Regions from separate parts of the Zea mays genome. Here all the other regions are linked to region 1. Evidence: chromatin contacts called from public Hi-C data. All regions are on one chromosome and are shown on one strand. Each heading gives the region's core, a stretch centred on a gene start, on an enhancer-like site or on the middle of the called end of the contact. The rest is flanking DNA. Distances are from core to core; before and after follow the strand shown.

The links. A called contact is a pair of places that touch in the nucleus more often than the background predicts.
Region 2: a contact with region 1 is called in a Hi-C map of bundle sheath, with 3 times the contacts expected there. The contact joins the promoter of LOC100217209 here to the promoter of LOC100285733 in region 1. A contact is called at or near these places in 6 of 25 Hi-C or Micro-C datasets (bundle sheath, ear, endosperm and 3 more).
Region 3: a contact with region 1 is called in a Hi-C map of bundle sheath, with 2.0 times the contacts expected there. The contact joins the promoter of LOC100216850 here to the promoter of LOC100285733 in region 1. A contact is called at or near these places in 4 of 25 Hi-C or Micro-C datasets (bundle sheath, ear, leaf and 1 more).

What each region holds. Positions count from the first base shown.
Region 1 is chr1:95,823,413-95,828,442 of Zm-B73-REFERENCE-NAM-5.0, forward strand. It overlaps LOC100285733, which reads left to right and starts at 2,248. Exons shown (of 2, transcript NM_001158624.2): 1 at 2,248-2,804; 2 at 4,245-4,695. The coding sequence starts at 2,277. The coding sequence ends at 4,496. It overlaps TRNAS-GCU (transfer RNA serine (anticodon GCU)), which reads right to left and starts at 3,112; the gene lies at 3,031-3,112.
Region 2 is chr1:96,025,039-96,030,068 of Zm-B73-REFERENCE-NAM-5.0, forward strand. LOC100217209 (nucleoside diphosphate kinase 1) reads right to left here and starts at 2,101. Exons shown (of 4, transcript NM_001310025.1): 1 at 1,788-2,101; 2 at 1,618-1,666; 3 at 1,144-1,375; 4 at 21-340. The coding sequence starts at 1,838. The coding sequence ends at 223. LOC100384342 reads right to left here and starts at 3,738. Exons shown (of 2, transcript NM_001176893.1): 1 at 3,377-3,738; 2 at 2,912-3,290. The coding sequence starts at 3,434. The coding sequence ends at 3,013. LOC100277173 (nucleoside diphosphate kinase1) reads right to left here and starts at 4,920. Exons shown (of 1, transcript NM_001150819.2): 1 at 3,864-4,920. The coding sequence starts at 4,729. The coding sequence ends at 4,097.
Region 3 is chr1:95,694,823-95,699,852 of Zm-B73-REFERENCE-NAM-5.0, forward strand. LOC100216850 reads left to right here and starts at 2,560. Exons shown (of 5, transcript NM_001143242.1): 1 at 2,560-2,924; 2 at 3,192-3,415; 3 at 3,534-3,614; 4 at 3,714-3,761; 5 at 3,877-4,537. The coding sequence starts at 2,639. The coding sequence ends at 4,083.

The sequences.
Region 1 (5,030 bases), core at 998-3,497:
TAGTAGAGAGGTGTGGAACAAGGTGTTGTCTTGGGCCAACCTTCCTTTCCTGTCTAGGATTCCCAATTCCACATCTTTGTATGATTGGTGGACGGGTCTGCGTAGCCTTTGCAACAGACAGTCAAGAAGATGTTTCGACGGTCTGCTAATTTATTTTTGGTGGAATTTATGGTTGGAAAGAAATAACAGAATTTTTCAAAGTCAGCATAGAAGCGTAGAACAAGTGGCTCTTGCAGTCAAGGATATTGCTAGTAGCTGAGGTCTTGTTGGACTTGACTAGTGATTCTTTGTTTTCTTCTTAAATTCTTTTTAATTATTTTTATTTTTTCTTTCTTTTCTTCTTCCCTATCGTTGCTTAGGTTTTGTACTCTCCCTTTCTTTCTTCTCTAATCTAATATATATCGGAGCGGCAAATCTTTTGCCCCTTCCTTTCAGAAAAAGAAAGGCAGTGAAGAACTATGGGAAGTAGCGAAATTGCACAACCTAATTCTCACCTCAAGTTCTGACATCCTTCAAACATCTTGCTGAATGATTCCCTAAAACATTCCTCTTGGTTTTCAGAATTTCTTTGACGTCAAATTTCCGTTGGGCTCGGTGGATCTAAGGGAGTGGTGTGCAGCCAACACCCGCAGGCCGGATTTACTTGAGATTATACCTGACTCCTTTTTTTTAATCTTGTGGACAAATGTTTGGCCGTCAACCCCAGATGCAGGCTCTCACCAGAATGCTGAGATCAGCTGGTTCTGATGCTGCATGTCCACCGTCACACCAGAACAGAATACATCATTTACAGTAAAACAACCATAGGTCGTTCCACCGTACACACCTATATTAACACCAGTAAGATGATTGTGACCATCTAGCTAATTGCTGACAAGACAGTAGCCTAAGTGCGTTCCCGTCTTGATGTAAGTAAACACTTATGCTTAGGATCTACTAATACGTTGTGTGGTCAGTGTTGTACTATAGTATAGTATACTGATTTGAGTTGGGGCTAATGCACCGTGCACAGCGAGCGTGCGATTTCCGCCTTTTTAGCTGTATTTTCTTTTGGATGGAAGTTAAGTTTTGTTAGTGTACCTAGCTCCGCAATCCGTAGTTTCATGAAGTTTTCACGATTGCACAGCTTTCACCCTATCTCATCTGGCGCATCCGTGTGTGCATGACGGCTTGACGAGGTCAACATGTTCCGACGTTTGATAACACGCAATTTATGATTAACATCCACTTTTCATCGGTCAACGTCATACTCGTATCGTCTACGAGACCATTTCGCAGCGTGTTCCGGAGGGTCGCAACGCCTTGGCAATCCACATCGCTTAATCTTCTCTTATCACTATCCGAACAAAGCCACATGTGCACTCCCCCGGTGAAGCGCAGGCAAATACCACCAGACACCAGTACGGTCTGGACGAGTTCAGCAACGTCAAAGTTTTCAAAACCAAAAAACCTTTCATTCAGTTACCGTATATTTGGAAAAGACTTATCTGCAATTCTAAAGAACTATATATGTTACCTAATTTCGTTTGCGGAAATTCTCAGTTCGTTTTTATGGAACCTGAACGTTAGCTGTTCTATTTATGCAGATTATTCTGTTAGATTTTATGCATGTTTGGTTGGCTTTTAAAATTTGCCAACCAAAGATAAATGTGGGAGAGTGACAAATTCTTACACACAAACCAAATAGGGACCAAAAGCTTGGCTTGCCCATGCAACTAAAAATTAGGATATCAACCAATCAAAATCATAACTATCACGTACTCCCTCCGTATCAGATTATAAGTTATTTTAACTTTTTTAAGAAGTCAGTTATCTTAAGGTTTCACCAAATACATAACAAAATATTAACATTTAGCATATCAACTAAGTATCGTTAGATTTTTTTATTGACTATATTTTTAAGTACATCTATTCGATGTTATAAATATTTATGATTATTTTATAATTTTGATGAAATTTGAGATATTTTCCATTAGAAGGTTAATTTAGAACGAAGTGAATACAGAGCAGGCCGGACACGTAAAGCCAACAGCTCTTGCTAGGTCCCTCTTGCACTGAACAAGCAATGGAGACCATGCAATTCAGGGTGAGGCTTCCTATCACTCACTGTATCGCAGATTCACAAGAACGCTGAAGGAGCAGGGGTGGAGTGGACGTGGAAACACCCAACTACCAACCAACCAACCAACCAAGCTTCGAGCCGTCGAGTCGAAGCATCTGGGCCACGCCGCCACAAAAGGAAACGAGAAGACAAGGCCTCCGCGGCTCCGCCCCCGATGCCTCCGCTCCTCACCTCACCCGCCTCCCTCCCCTCCGCCTCCCCTCTCCTCGTCTCCTGTATCGGCGCTCTCCACCGCCCCGGCCCCTTCCTCCACCAGCGCGCCGCCGCCTCGGTCCACTTCCTCGCGCCGCACAGGAAGACCCGACCGCCCCCCGCGATGAGCTGGCTTGGGAAGCTGGGCCTGAGCGGGCTTGGAGGCAGCCCGCGCGCGTCGGAGGCGTCGGCAGCGCTGGCGCAGGGGCCCGACGAGGACCAGCCCGCGCCGGGGAACGAGTTCGCGCAATTCGGCGCCGGCTGCTTCTGGGGCGTGGAGCTCGCGTTCCAGCGCGTGCCGGGAGTCACCCGCACGGAGGTCGGCTACAGCCAGGGCAACATCCACGATCCGACCTACGAGGACGTCTGCACCGGCACCACAAACCACAACGAGGTCGTCCGCGTGCAGTACGACCCGGCCGCCTGCAAGTACGACGACCTCCTCGACACCTTCTGGGCGCGCCACGACCCCACTACTCCCAACCGACAGGTCAGCGATACCCCGACGCTTGATTTTGAGAGAAAATTTTGGGGGTTTTGATGCGAATTTGAGAACAATTTTACGGGGATTCCGAATTAGCCTGCTCTTTCGTTAGGTTCGGCTGTTCGATGGGAGCAGCCCGCAGTAGGGCAAATAGACTCAGTTGCGAACTGACTGCAGGACAAATCTAATAAACTCTGTTGCGAACTGACGAGTGCGAAAAAAAAAACATCTGCGTCGCCTGAGAGATTCGAACTCTCGCGGGGAAACCCCATGTACTTAGCAGGCACACGCCTTAACCACTCGGCCAAAGCGACGTTTCTGATAGATATTGTTGCTTTGCCACTGAACTCTCTTTTTGTTAATGAAGAACAAGAACAAAGGTAGTTCCTGTTCCATAAGTTGAGTACTTCATGTTCTTATGCAGGGTATTGACGGAAAATGCCAAGTAATTCTAATCCTGATCGTACAGTGAGGACTGATGTAGGCTTGTAGCACTACAAGTATAGAACTAAGATTGCCATCGTTGTTGATTGCTGTGGATGTGTAATATGATATCCAGGTTATGACTTGTGAGCACTGTTTCCTGTAGGAGGTACTGCCATTGGACAACCTTCTATGGCTCTCTTGAGTCCAGATCTGTTATATGTAGTTGAATGCAAATCTGCAGCGACACTTAGAATTTGAGAAAATAGTGTTCCATACTAGTTCTAGGAGAGCTATAAGCCTTCAACTTCAGCTTTCACTTCTAGCCCTTGTGTTAAGCTAATAGTAGTGTGGTGCGTGATTAAAAAACTCGATCTGCGGGGGGTTAAGACCGCCCCCATGGCATTACAATTAAGACGAGGGGATTTTTTCATCCTTAGCCTGAAATCATTACAATTAAGGCGAGGGGATTTTTCTCGACCGTAGCCTAAAATTCGCTCCCACGGAGAGTCGGATTTAGGACCTGAGTGTTACTCAAACTACATAACCAACTAAGCCAGAGACCCTTTCGCGTGTGGTGCATGATTGACCTTGAGATTGGCTGCAGTTTCTATTTCTTATCTATCTTTCTAGGGTGTCAGCAACCTATATACTGAATCAATGTGTTTCTAACAGTAATACTGCATTCAACCAGGAGTGGATGCAATATATAGGTATTGATGTCAAGTGACATCAATGATCTCTTAAAGCATTAAACGAACATCTAGAAAAAACAAAAAAATGACATTTATAAATAAGTAATGACGTACATATTATATTAGCAGTGATATAATAGCATTTTTTTTCTAGATCCGCCCCTGCATCCAATTTCTGTGCTAGATAACCTTTTCTTAAGTGTTAATCTGAATGTCTGAGCGTTTGGATCTAGCATTTGAATTTGTCTCTGGATAATCAGCTTAAGCCAATCAATTCTTTCGAGCATGTCTGACAGGAATAAGTTTCTGACTACATACTTGCATGTAGGGCAATGATGTTGGAACACAGTATAGGTCAGGGATATACTACTATAACCCAGAGCAGGAGAAGGCGGCAAGAGAGTCCCTGGAGAAGCAGCAGAAGCTTCTGAACCGGAAGATCGTCACCGAGATCGTTCCAGCGAAGAGGTTCTATAGAGCAGAAGAGTACCATCAGCAGTACCTGGAGAAGGGCGGCCGCTTCGGCTTCGGGCAATCTGCAGCCAAGGGCTGCAATGACCCCATCCGATGCTACGGATGAGCCAAATGGACCTCTACGTGCATGGTGTGAATCGTAACTGAATAAGGGATGCATCAAAGCCAGATTTTATACTGCTTTCCTAGGTTTGTTTTGCCACTATTGAACGGCTGTAAGAGTTTAGCTATATACTACCATGGTACTCCAATCATCGTGTACAAAACCATATTGTATTACATGCAAGTGCGAGTGAGATTTAAGCGTAAACAGATTGTTGTAGAATTCGTACGAATTTTACAGAGCAGAAACAATGGGATGCAGGGATTGCCAGTGATGATGGTGGCATATTTTTTTTAAAATAGTATATTCTACAAACCCTTTTTTTTACAGAGGAAGGGAAATTCTCCGTCTAAGTACTTAGTTTAGGAACTCTATTTTGCCAAAGGATTTCTATTTTTCAATGGAAAATAAACTTTTTTTTTGAAAAATGAAAATCCCTTGGAAAAATAGAATTCCTAAACTAGCCCTACATATATTGCATATTTGCATTAGAGTGTCAATACACGCTCAAAAGCAGGGCACGTATATTAACAGTCA
Region 2 (5,030 bases), core at 851-3,350, 200 kb after region 1:
TCCTCTTCCATCATAGAGTTATCACAAACTATATGCTAGTTCTATAGGCGAGTGGAATCAAATACCGCAAAATGACAAGCAATAACATGGCAAAGAAAGAAATTTGGTCCATTGAAATAAGGTTCCAAGATACAGATCATAATCTTTTCGAAAACATTGCTAAAGCACAAATGGTGACATGCTTCCTCTGGCTCTCAAGGTTTGATGTGAAACTTTCCATGTTTACTTCTCGTAGATCCAGGGGTGCTGGCTGCTCTGCCAATCAGCAGGGCCCTCGGGGAACCACAGGGCAATCTCCTTATTAGCACTCTCAATGCTGTCACTTCCATGAATGACATTCCTATAGCACAAAACAAGGTCATGAGAACTTGGCATCATAGTAGAATCTGATACCACAGACATAATCCGAGAGGCTTTAACACTACATTTAAAAAATGGGTTTTCTAGATTAAATCAGAAGTACAATACAGCAAAACCCTCATGGACAACTACGCAGAATAAGATACAGTACACCCCAACTATTCATGGCTAAAGACGAGTTAAATGGATGATTAAACAGCAACCAGAGCAACCAGTCCCCACAACACCAGGAAAGTACATCACTTACATCCACTGATGTCTAAATGTTTTGTGGACTCCACATCAGATTCAGAACAAGTATAAGCTCAGATCTGGTAAACACATGCCAGAGGATGTACCTACTGGACCCACGAGTTGGATGTAACAGGTCATAATGCCAACATTAAAACAGTTGATCTGCAGCATGGCTGCAATCATGAGATGACCACAAATGTTCATTACCCCAAGATACAAACAAACTAATGAACTGAGAGCCAACATTTGGTCATAATCATCTACATGCATTGTCTCTTAACATCTAATTTGACTACACAAAATAAATAACCGTAGCTCTACATAAATCCAATGCTAGTCAGTCAAGAATTTTAGCATCACTATGGAAAAGAGCAAATTTTAGGATATATAACTACGCCGAACTCAGGAGTGTGAACATTTTTTACATTGGATGTATGGCAGTCCCAATTGGATTGAGCAGCTTTAACACATTAAGCATCTAAGCATAACCAATGCATGAATAACGGTGACTGAAAACCATAAGATACAAAAATCGGACTGAGATCTAACCTGCCAATGTCGACAGCAAAGTCGCCACGGATGGTGCCGGGCTCAGAAGCCAGGGGGTTGGTGGCGCCAATGATCTTGCGGCCAGTTGTGACGACGCTCTTGCCCTCCCAGACCATGGCCACCACAGGGCCAGAGATGATGTAGTCCACGAGGCCCTGGAAGAAGGGCTTGGAGGCGAGATCGGCGTAGTGCTTCTCAGCAAACGACCTCTCCACGTTCACAAGCTTCAAGGCTGCATTTCGAGTTGGCAGGTTATCAAGCACGACTTGTTTTACAAACCGTAATCAGATTACAAAAAACTTAGCAGCTATGCACCAAAATCTTTATCAACAGATTTAGGAAAAGTGACATCTTATTTGAGCACAAACTGTTGAATTTCCGTCTAAAGCCACATCTTTAGTCTTTAAATGGAGAAATTGAAGGCTGTTTCGGAACATAATGGAAGTTTGAATCAAAACATGGACGCTAGATTACCCTTGAGGTAGAAGCCCTTCTTCTCAAAACGGCTGATGATCTCACCAATCTGAAAAAACCAAGCAGGATGGAGTGAACACAAACTAGTACAAAATCGTATCACAAAGCGCGGGGACATCACCAAATCGAATCGAATGAACAGAAATTAACTGGGAACATATGATGCTTACGAGGCCCCTCTGGACGCCGTCAGGCTTGATCATGATGAAGGTGCTCTCCATTGCGGCGACTGCGAGAGGGCGCTGGCACTTGTTTGATGGTCTGGTTTTGTCGGCGCCGTCGGAGGAAACCCTAGTGGGGGGTCCTCTCCCTCATATATAGGGCCCCGGCTCGGCCGGGCCGCCCAACGCCAACACGCAAACCGCTTCGCTGCTCGTGCAAACCCTAGCCTCGAGAAACTTGGTGGGCTCGACTAGACCAGGCTTATCGGACCGACCCACTCGATTCGCAGCATCCACCTGTGGGCTGTTCCGGCTGATAGGGCCTTGCTTGGCCAACAGTTGGACGTCCAGTTTGGGTATTTGGAAATTGGAACAGATACTTATGGACCGTCAGTTCTACTCAGTTAAGATCCATTCTCTCTATTCCTTATTCTTTCACTCCTCTAATAGCATCTCCAATAATTATGTAAACAACTCTCTAAATATGAATTTTAAAAGTTTTTGAAAAAAACTATTCTCCAACAGTTATGTAAAGCAGTTTCTTAAATTTACAAACTTCTTACAAAACCTAATTTCATCCCTACATTTACGAACATCGTTGGGACTCCCTAAATCAATGTTGGTTCTAAATCCATCACGAAAACCATATTTCGCCCACCGTCTCATTGACCACAAATCTATCTTCAGTGCCATGTGTTGTCTTTATGTCGTCGGCGCGACCTTTTGGTTTTCCATCGACAAATTCGACCTTCCAAGACATTATAGAAGGTTGTTGATGTGCTATCTCAATTAAAAATAGAAATCATGCTCACTTTTTTGTTGTCATTGACAATTTTAAAAATTAACAACCAATAAATAGAGAAATGTTGGAACACACACATTTTTGTACTCTTTAAAGTGATTTAGCAACTTCTTAAATATATAATTTAGGGTGCTAAATTTACATAACTATTGAAGATGCTCTAAGGGCATATGTAGTAGAGAAACATCAAAACGGTTCTCCAAACACAAAAGTCAAATAAAAGACTTTATTATACAATGGGTTGTATATAATTGTAGTTTATTAATAAATACACACATAAATGTATTTGTACAGTATCGAATAGATAGAATAGACGACGAATTCGTACATTGGGAAGTGAGTCGTCTGTTGTTTCTTGGGTTACGAGCCAGAGACGTCTCTTCAGTGCCACGATTTTTTTACAAATACCTTCACTATTTTTTTGCAAATAGCTTATTTAAATATTTTAACAGCCTCTACATTAAACAACAATATACATGCCCCGTGAAGAGCAAAAGGAAAAGACACTTTCAGGTTGTGCATACGATCTGCTTGCTCATCTACAGCACGTGAATACGTGATGTCTGATGGCTCATCGTCATCACGCTTGGCTTGTGACTCCTCCATATATGTAGGTTCTAATGCAGAAGGTTTCACATTTTCACGTAATTGTTGACTAGAGTTGTCTTCTTTGCGAACTGCAGGTTCACTTGCCAGTTGGAAGGCTACACCTACATGGAGGGACAGGCCATACATCAACATCTCCGGAGTGTCAACAACTGGGGAAGGCGAGTTGCTTGCTCCTTCGAGGCATTACCTGTCTTTTGTGGTTGCTTGTGGACTTGTGGTGGGGCAGCTGTCGGTGCGAAGAGCATTTCCAAGTCGGTTGGCTTGTTTTTTAGTTGGGCGCGCGCGCAGGAGGGGGGAAGGTGCAGTTCTTCCTCATCCTCCTCTCTTCTCCACCACGGACCTTCAGGATCTGGGAAATCAACACCGCTGCGAGCCTGAGAATACAGAATTCATCCATGCCTGATATTAGAGGTTTTGAGGGAAATCAAGCAAATATTTACATGGATGAATACAGCATTCATTCATGCCTGGTATTAGAGCCTGTGAATACAGAATTCATCCATGCTATGATCTATGCCACCATGATCAAGCAAATATGCCACTATGATCAAATGGATGCGCCTCAAACAAGTAGCAGTTAACCGAATCGATCAGTGGAGCATGCTTTATGTGTGTTAGATTAGATTATACACTCAAGGTGTATGAATAGAGGACTTCACAACTGAGTCCCCTATAAGTATTAATCCTCAATTCCACGTTCAATGTCTGTCACAGCTACCACTACATTCTACTGATTGAACTTCTCCAAAAAAAAAATCCTAGGCTCAAAGTATGAATCAACAAGCAGGCAGGAAGACAGGTTTGACCACGAATTGTTCCTATGTTCCATGACAACGGGGCCAGTAGTTAAATTAAAAACCTACGAAAAACGTATGGTTTTCACTAGCTCGTATTACTAGTAAATTCCTCATTTGGGTGATCTTGGTGCCGCCGCCATGGACCGCCGCGTGGGCCCCGCCTCGACGTCGCCGTCCTCCTTCTTCTCGACGACCGCCGACGCCTCGTCCTCCTTGCCGTTCTCGGCCGCCGCCGCCGCGTCCGGCGAGGGCGCCTCGAGATCGTCGCGGACGCGGAAGGACGCGTGGAGGACGATGACGGGGACGCCCGCGGCGAGCGCGGCCAGGAGGTTGGCGACGGCGCCCGCGGCGACGATGTCGGCGAGCACGAGCGCGACGAACACGGCGGCCACGAGGCGGCGGTCGAGGAGCCTCCGGAGCAGCGCCGAGTTGGGGAACGCCTTGAGGAGGCCGCCGTAGACGAGGAGGCCCTTGGACGCCGCCATGAGGAAGACGACGGAGGCCCGGTGCCGCGGCGCCAGGGACGCCAGCAGCAGCACCCACTGCAGGACGGCGTAGTGGAACCGGAAGGTCCGGAGGTTCCGCACGGCGCGCACCGCCGCGGCCTCCGCGTCTGCGGCGGGGCCGAACGCCGACGGCCGCGGCGCGAACCGCGCCAGCGCGCGGCGGAAGCCCCGCGTCCCCGCGCACGCCCTGTCGACCACCGACGCCGCCGCCCGCCGGATCGCGCCGGCAGCACCCATGGCCCCGGCCGGCGAGATCTGCTCCGCCCTCTCACCTGACTCGATAAATTACTCGATGTGGCTGCCGCCGCGATTCGGGCGCTATTTTTAGACACACGCAAGGCTCCACCGCTCGAGTTGGGTACTTGGGTGGGGCAAGGGACTCGAGAGGGGAGCGGACGCGTTATTATTTTTAACGGGTCGCACGGTCTAGAGCTGGGCACCGGCGACTGGGAATAAAGGGCCCCGTCCACTCGGCGTGTGTTGGCAGAAACCGCGACTTCTCCACTTCGTCCGCGTCGGCTTCCGTTGGGTTTTGAGG
Region 3 (5,030 bases), core at 1,310-3,809, 130 kb before region 1:
TAGAAACATACTACTTCACAACCCATCTAACAATACTAATTATTTATACATATGGCCAGAATCTAAAACATTTTACTTTCTCAAGCAGCAGCAGCAAGAACAACACTAGATTATGGGACGGACGTGCAAGCTATAAAAAAATCCCGTGAACTCGCAAGTTTTTCCACATCTTAGCCCTGTCGCCGCTGTGGAGATACCAAGAGTACATCCTATACGAGCTACTTAGTGAGCAGTAAGCATAAGGTAGTAGGAGCCCGGCCAGCCTAGTCACGCAGACATCGACACGTACGTTGATGAGTAACTGGACCGAATTTTTTACATTTTAGCCCTTTTGTAGGAAAAAAATCACGTTTAGACCCTAAAAAATTTTAATAGCAATTTTAGACCCTTTGCTCGGCGCCACAGATCTTGGCGCCGAGGTACGTGCTACGCTGGCACACCTGGCACACCTGGCCGACGTGGCATCGAGCTCGGCGCCACAGATCTTGGCGCCGAGCTCGGTTGTGTTTTAACAGTTTTGTTGGAAAGTTGTAAGTATAAGGCTTGTCTAGCTCAGTTGGTAGAGCACAAGGCTCTTCACCTTGAGGTCCTGAGTTCAAGCCCCATAGTTTGCATTTCAATATTTTTGTCTTTATCATTGATTTGTATTTTTTATGTCGCTAATGTGTCCATACAAATTTATTTTTGGGTACCATGATCCTCGTTTTTTTTTGGTAAATTAAAACGCGAGCAGTATAAGCAGGACACTTAAACCTCTCGATTTACATGGTCAGGGTACAAAATAAAAATACTGTTGCAACCTGGCCTCGTTGTAATAAAGTATGTATATAGCTGTAACCTTTGACTTGCAAGTGAATTCAGTACTAGTCTCGAGTCTCGACTGTGCACTCCGGCCAGAGTCCATTTTCATCCATTGACCATTGTACGTACGTAACACAAGCTAGCTAGCTATATGTATACGTGTCAGGCGGAAAATACGTCAGAGTATCGGTGGACTAATTAACAAGTACGCGATCCGGTTGTTGGTTCCTATACTATAGTAAAAGCGGCGAGTGAAGGACCCAGCCGGCTCAGTGGAGCACACTGCACACGACCATGGTGGCTACACGCTCCATTGCCGGCCACCATCGTGGCATCGTACGCACGAATCTTAAAGCCTCTCTCTGCTTGACGACATTGTCTTTAATCTACGTATCAAGACACAGGTGTCCTTGCTCTATCGGACTTAAAGGACACCAAAATGGGACAATATACGGGAAAAGGTATTTACTTGGAAGAAAAAAGAAAAATACTAGCCATGCTCGCTGCGAATCGAGAGGTTTAAGTGTCATGCTTATACTGCTCGCATTTTAATTTACCCAAAAAAACGAGGATCATGGTACCTAAAAATAAATTTGTATGGACACATCAGCGACATAAACAAAAAAAAACAAATCAATGATAAAGACAAGAATATTGAAATGCAAACTATGGGCTTGAACTCAGGACCTCAAGGTGAAAAGCATTGTGCTCTACCAACTGGGCTAGACAAGCCTTATGCTTACAGCTTTCCAACAAAACTGTTAAAACACAACCGAGCTCGGCGCCAAGATCTGTGGCGCCGAGCTCGGTGCCACGTCGGCCAGGTGTGCCAGCGTAGCACGTACCTCGCGCCAAGATCTGTGGCGCCGAGCTGTGTTACCTCGGCGCCATAGCCTATGGCGCCGAGCAAAGGGTCCAAAATTGCTATTAAAATTTTTTAAGGTCTAAACGTGATTTTTTTCCTATAAAAGGGCTAAAATGTAAAAAATTCGGTAACCTGGAATGCCAAGTCTGTTTGCCCCATACGAATTACGAACGAACATGAGTTCATAAAAAAAAACAGTCAGATGTGCAGGCGTGTTTCGTTGGCAATTTCGAAGACCGCGAAAAAAAAAGAACGGGACGAGGAATCTGTTTTCGACGTGGTTACTGACGACGAGGGATTCATTTTTGACGTGATTGGTGACGCCGCCGAATTTGTTATTACGTGCCTCTGTATTATTATTGCCGATGCACTAGTAGTCGAAGCTGGGCGAACAATTGTATCATAATCCGTGCCGTTTCACGAAAATCTGCCTCGGCCGCATCGGTCAACCATAATTTCGCTCCGAGACCAATCTAATTCGCTTCAATAATAAAAAAAATACAGATCAGAAGGCTTAAAACTTTTCAGGACATATCGGTTTCCTCAAGGAAATAACACAGAGACCGGGCATATAAATGTAGGGATCGTATCCAGTGCACAAGGGCCACGTCGTGCACAAATGCACAAAACGAAATCTGGCCGTCCATTTTCCATCCAACGGCCGTCGTAAATATGCAGATGAACCCTCCCGCAGCCTCCGTAGCTTGCCGAGTCTGTTTTGTGAAAAACCCCCCGCGCCGTCATGTCGTTGGATGGAAAATGGACGGCCAGATTTCGTTTTGTGCATTTGTGCACGGCGTGGCCCTTGTGCACTGGATACGATCCCATAAATGTAAGCAAGACCAACGGAGCAAGGCCCCCCCAGGGGGGCGGGGCACCACAGGTACTCTTCTCCTGCTTGGCCTCTTGTGCCGCAACCGCGAGTGCGGCCTACGGTAGCCTCCAAAGCAGCACATCCAAAGCAGGGACCGAATGGACATGGACCGGCCGGAGGAGGAGGGGCAGCAGCGGAGGGAGACGATGACGCCGGTGCTCCTCAGGCTGTTCGGCGTGGACGTCCACCGGGGTGGCGGCAGCGGGGAGCCGGAGGAGTCGCCGATGGACCTGAGGAAGAGCTCCAGCATGCCCGACCTCACCATCAACCCGCTGCTGTCGCCGGAGGAGAAAGAGGGCTGCAAGGGGTACGCCTCCGACGACGCGGAGCTGGCGTCCGGCCAGCAGAAGCGCCGCCGTCGCAAGGCACAGGACAGGAAGAAAGGTGAGCTTTTTTTTTCTTTCTGGATTTCTATCAATCGCTTTCTTTACTGCTCTGCTCTTCTTGTAATTAATCCCACGATGGACGATGGATTCCAACGGAAAATGTTGTCCTTTCTTAGATTCAGAAACCAACCAGTAAAACATTCAGGCATTTACACAACACACACACACACACAAAAGTATCTCCGTGCGAGTCAACGGCAGCTATCTTGCAGCCCAGAAATGCTTTTACTGTGAATTGATCCGTTGTTCGGTGGAATCGGCGCAGGAATTCCATGGACCGAGGAGGAGCACAGGAAGTTCCTGGACGGGCTAAGGCAGCTGGGCAAGGGGGACTGGAGGGGCATCTCCAAGGGCTTCGTCACCACCAGGACGGCGACGCAGGTGGCCAGCCACGCCCAGAAGTACTTCCTCCGGCAGACCAACCCCGGTATGAAGAAGCGCCGGGCGAGCCTCTTCGACGTCGGTATCGCGGACTACAAGGACAACCAGGTGAGCTAGCACTCCAACTGGTACAGTACAAGAACGATTCGTCAGATCTTGGAGCCAGCCAACAGCGCTAATCGTCCTCTTTCTTTCTCCCCCCCTTTTTTTTTTTGTTTCGTTTCAGGTGCCAGGCCCTCAGAGCATCGTCGCTGCCAAACCGGCGCCTACGCAGGAGATAATCCACACCGACCGCGGCGACGTCCCCGTAATTTATATACTCCTTCCGCTGTGTTTTCTCCTTGTCCTGGTGGTAACTGAGAACCCAAGATCTGAACAGTGAATTTTTTATCCTCCCTCTCCTCAGATACCAAGATATAGAGGCCTCGGAGAGATTTTAGGCAGTAACATGCAGGTAAGGTAACCTTATGCCCTCTATTGCACTGGTAGTAAGGGCGGAAGGACGTTTTCATGTACTATATAATAGTCTGAGCAAAACTGACAAGCGAACTGAATGATCCTTTGGACAGGTTAATCAACTGACTGACTACTACTATTTCAACAAGAACTCCCATGTTCCCGCGGGGACTTCGCTCTCCATGGCCTCCGGCCTGGAAACGGCCTCGACCGTCGACAGCCTGGAGCTCAGCATCGCCGTCAACGGCCTGGAGCTCAGCATCGCGCCCCCTTCCCGGTGCGTCTGCGGCGGCGCGGCGGGGGCCATCAAGGTTCTGTGACTCGGCCGGGACGCCGAGGGAGCTACTCGCATTTGGCTTCCCCTGCGAGCATGCGTTTCATCAAGTATTATCAGCCTCGTCAGGCTGCCGCGCGCAGCCGGGTTTCGGTCTTGCTGGTTGTGTTGGTGTGTTCTGTTCTGTTTTGTTGTGCGCAAGGAATGTTTGTGAAGTGCATTGCGTTGTAATACACTAATACTAGCAGTGTTGTGGAATGGAATTAGGGGAGAGGGATCAGCTGGGATTTGGGGGTTGATGGGTCCCTGTCTCGACTTCGAGTGGGTTCGTTTCGTGTTCCAATCCGAGGAGGCGGCGACGGGCGCAAGGCGTCGTGTGGGTGTGGCTCTGAGCTCCCCGATCCCGCCCAATAATTGGACCGTGCCGTCCAAAACGCATACGCCAACTAATCTTCGGAAGAAAGTCGCAGCTTTACGTTATGTGACATTTAGTTAAAGTGATATGCGTTTAGCCAGTTTTTATTTTTTATTTTTATGAATATTATTTATATCTATTGTTTAAATTAATTTATTATAAAATGTATTTTATAATTTATTTAATGACATTTATTTAATATCATAAACATAAAAAATCATCTGTATTAATCAGACTTTTAGAATATAAGATTATGTTAGAATTATATATTTTTTCTCCTTGACGTGGAGAGTAATGTCACACTGAGAGAAGCGAACGAGAGGCGGCTGTGCTGTCCGAGTCTTCCGTTTGCGGCTGGCTATATCCCATGACTCTAAATTTTACACTATAGTAAAATTTAAAAATCAGATTAAATTATAATCAGATTCTATTTCTATTATTTTTAAAATAAAATTTATTTAGGATTTAAAAAAATATGATGGACCGTGACCCATTATCATCACTGCCGGCGTCTCATCTCGCTTTTGCATGAATCACAGCGACTAATATAAAGCCTCTGCGATGATGAGCGGGTAAAG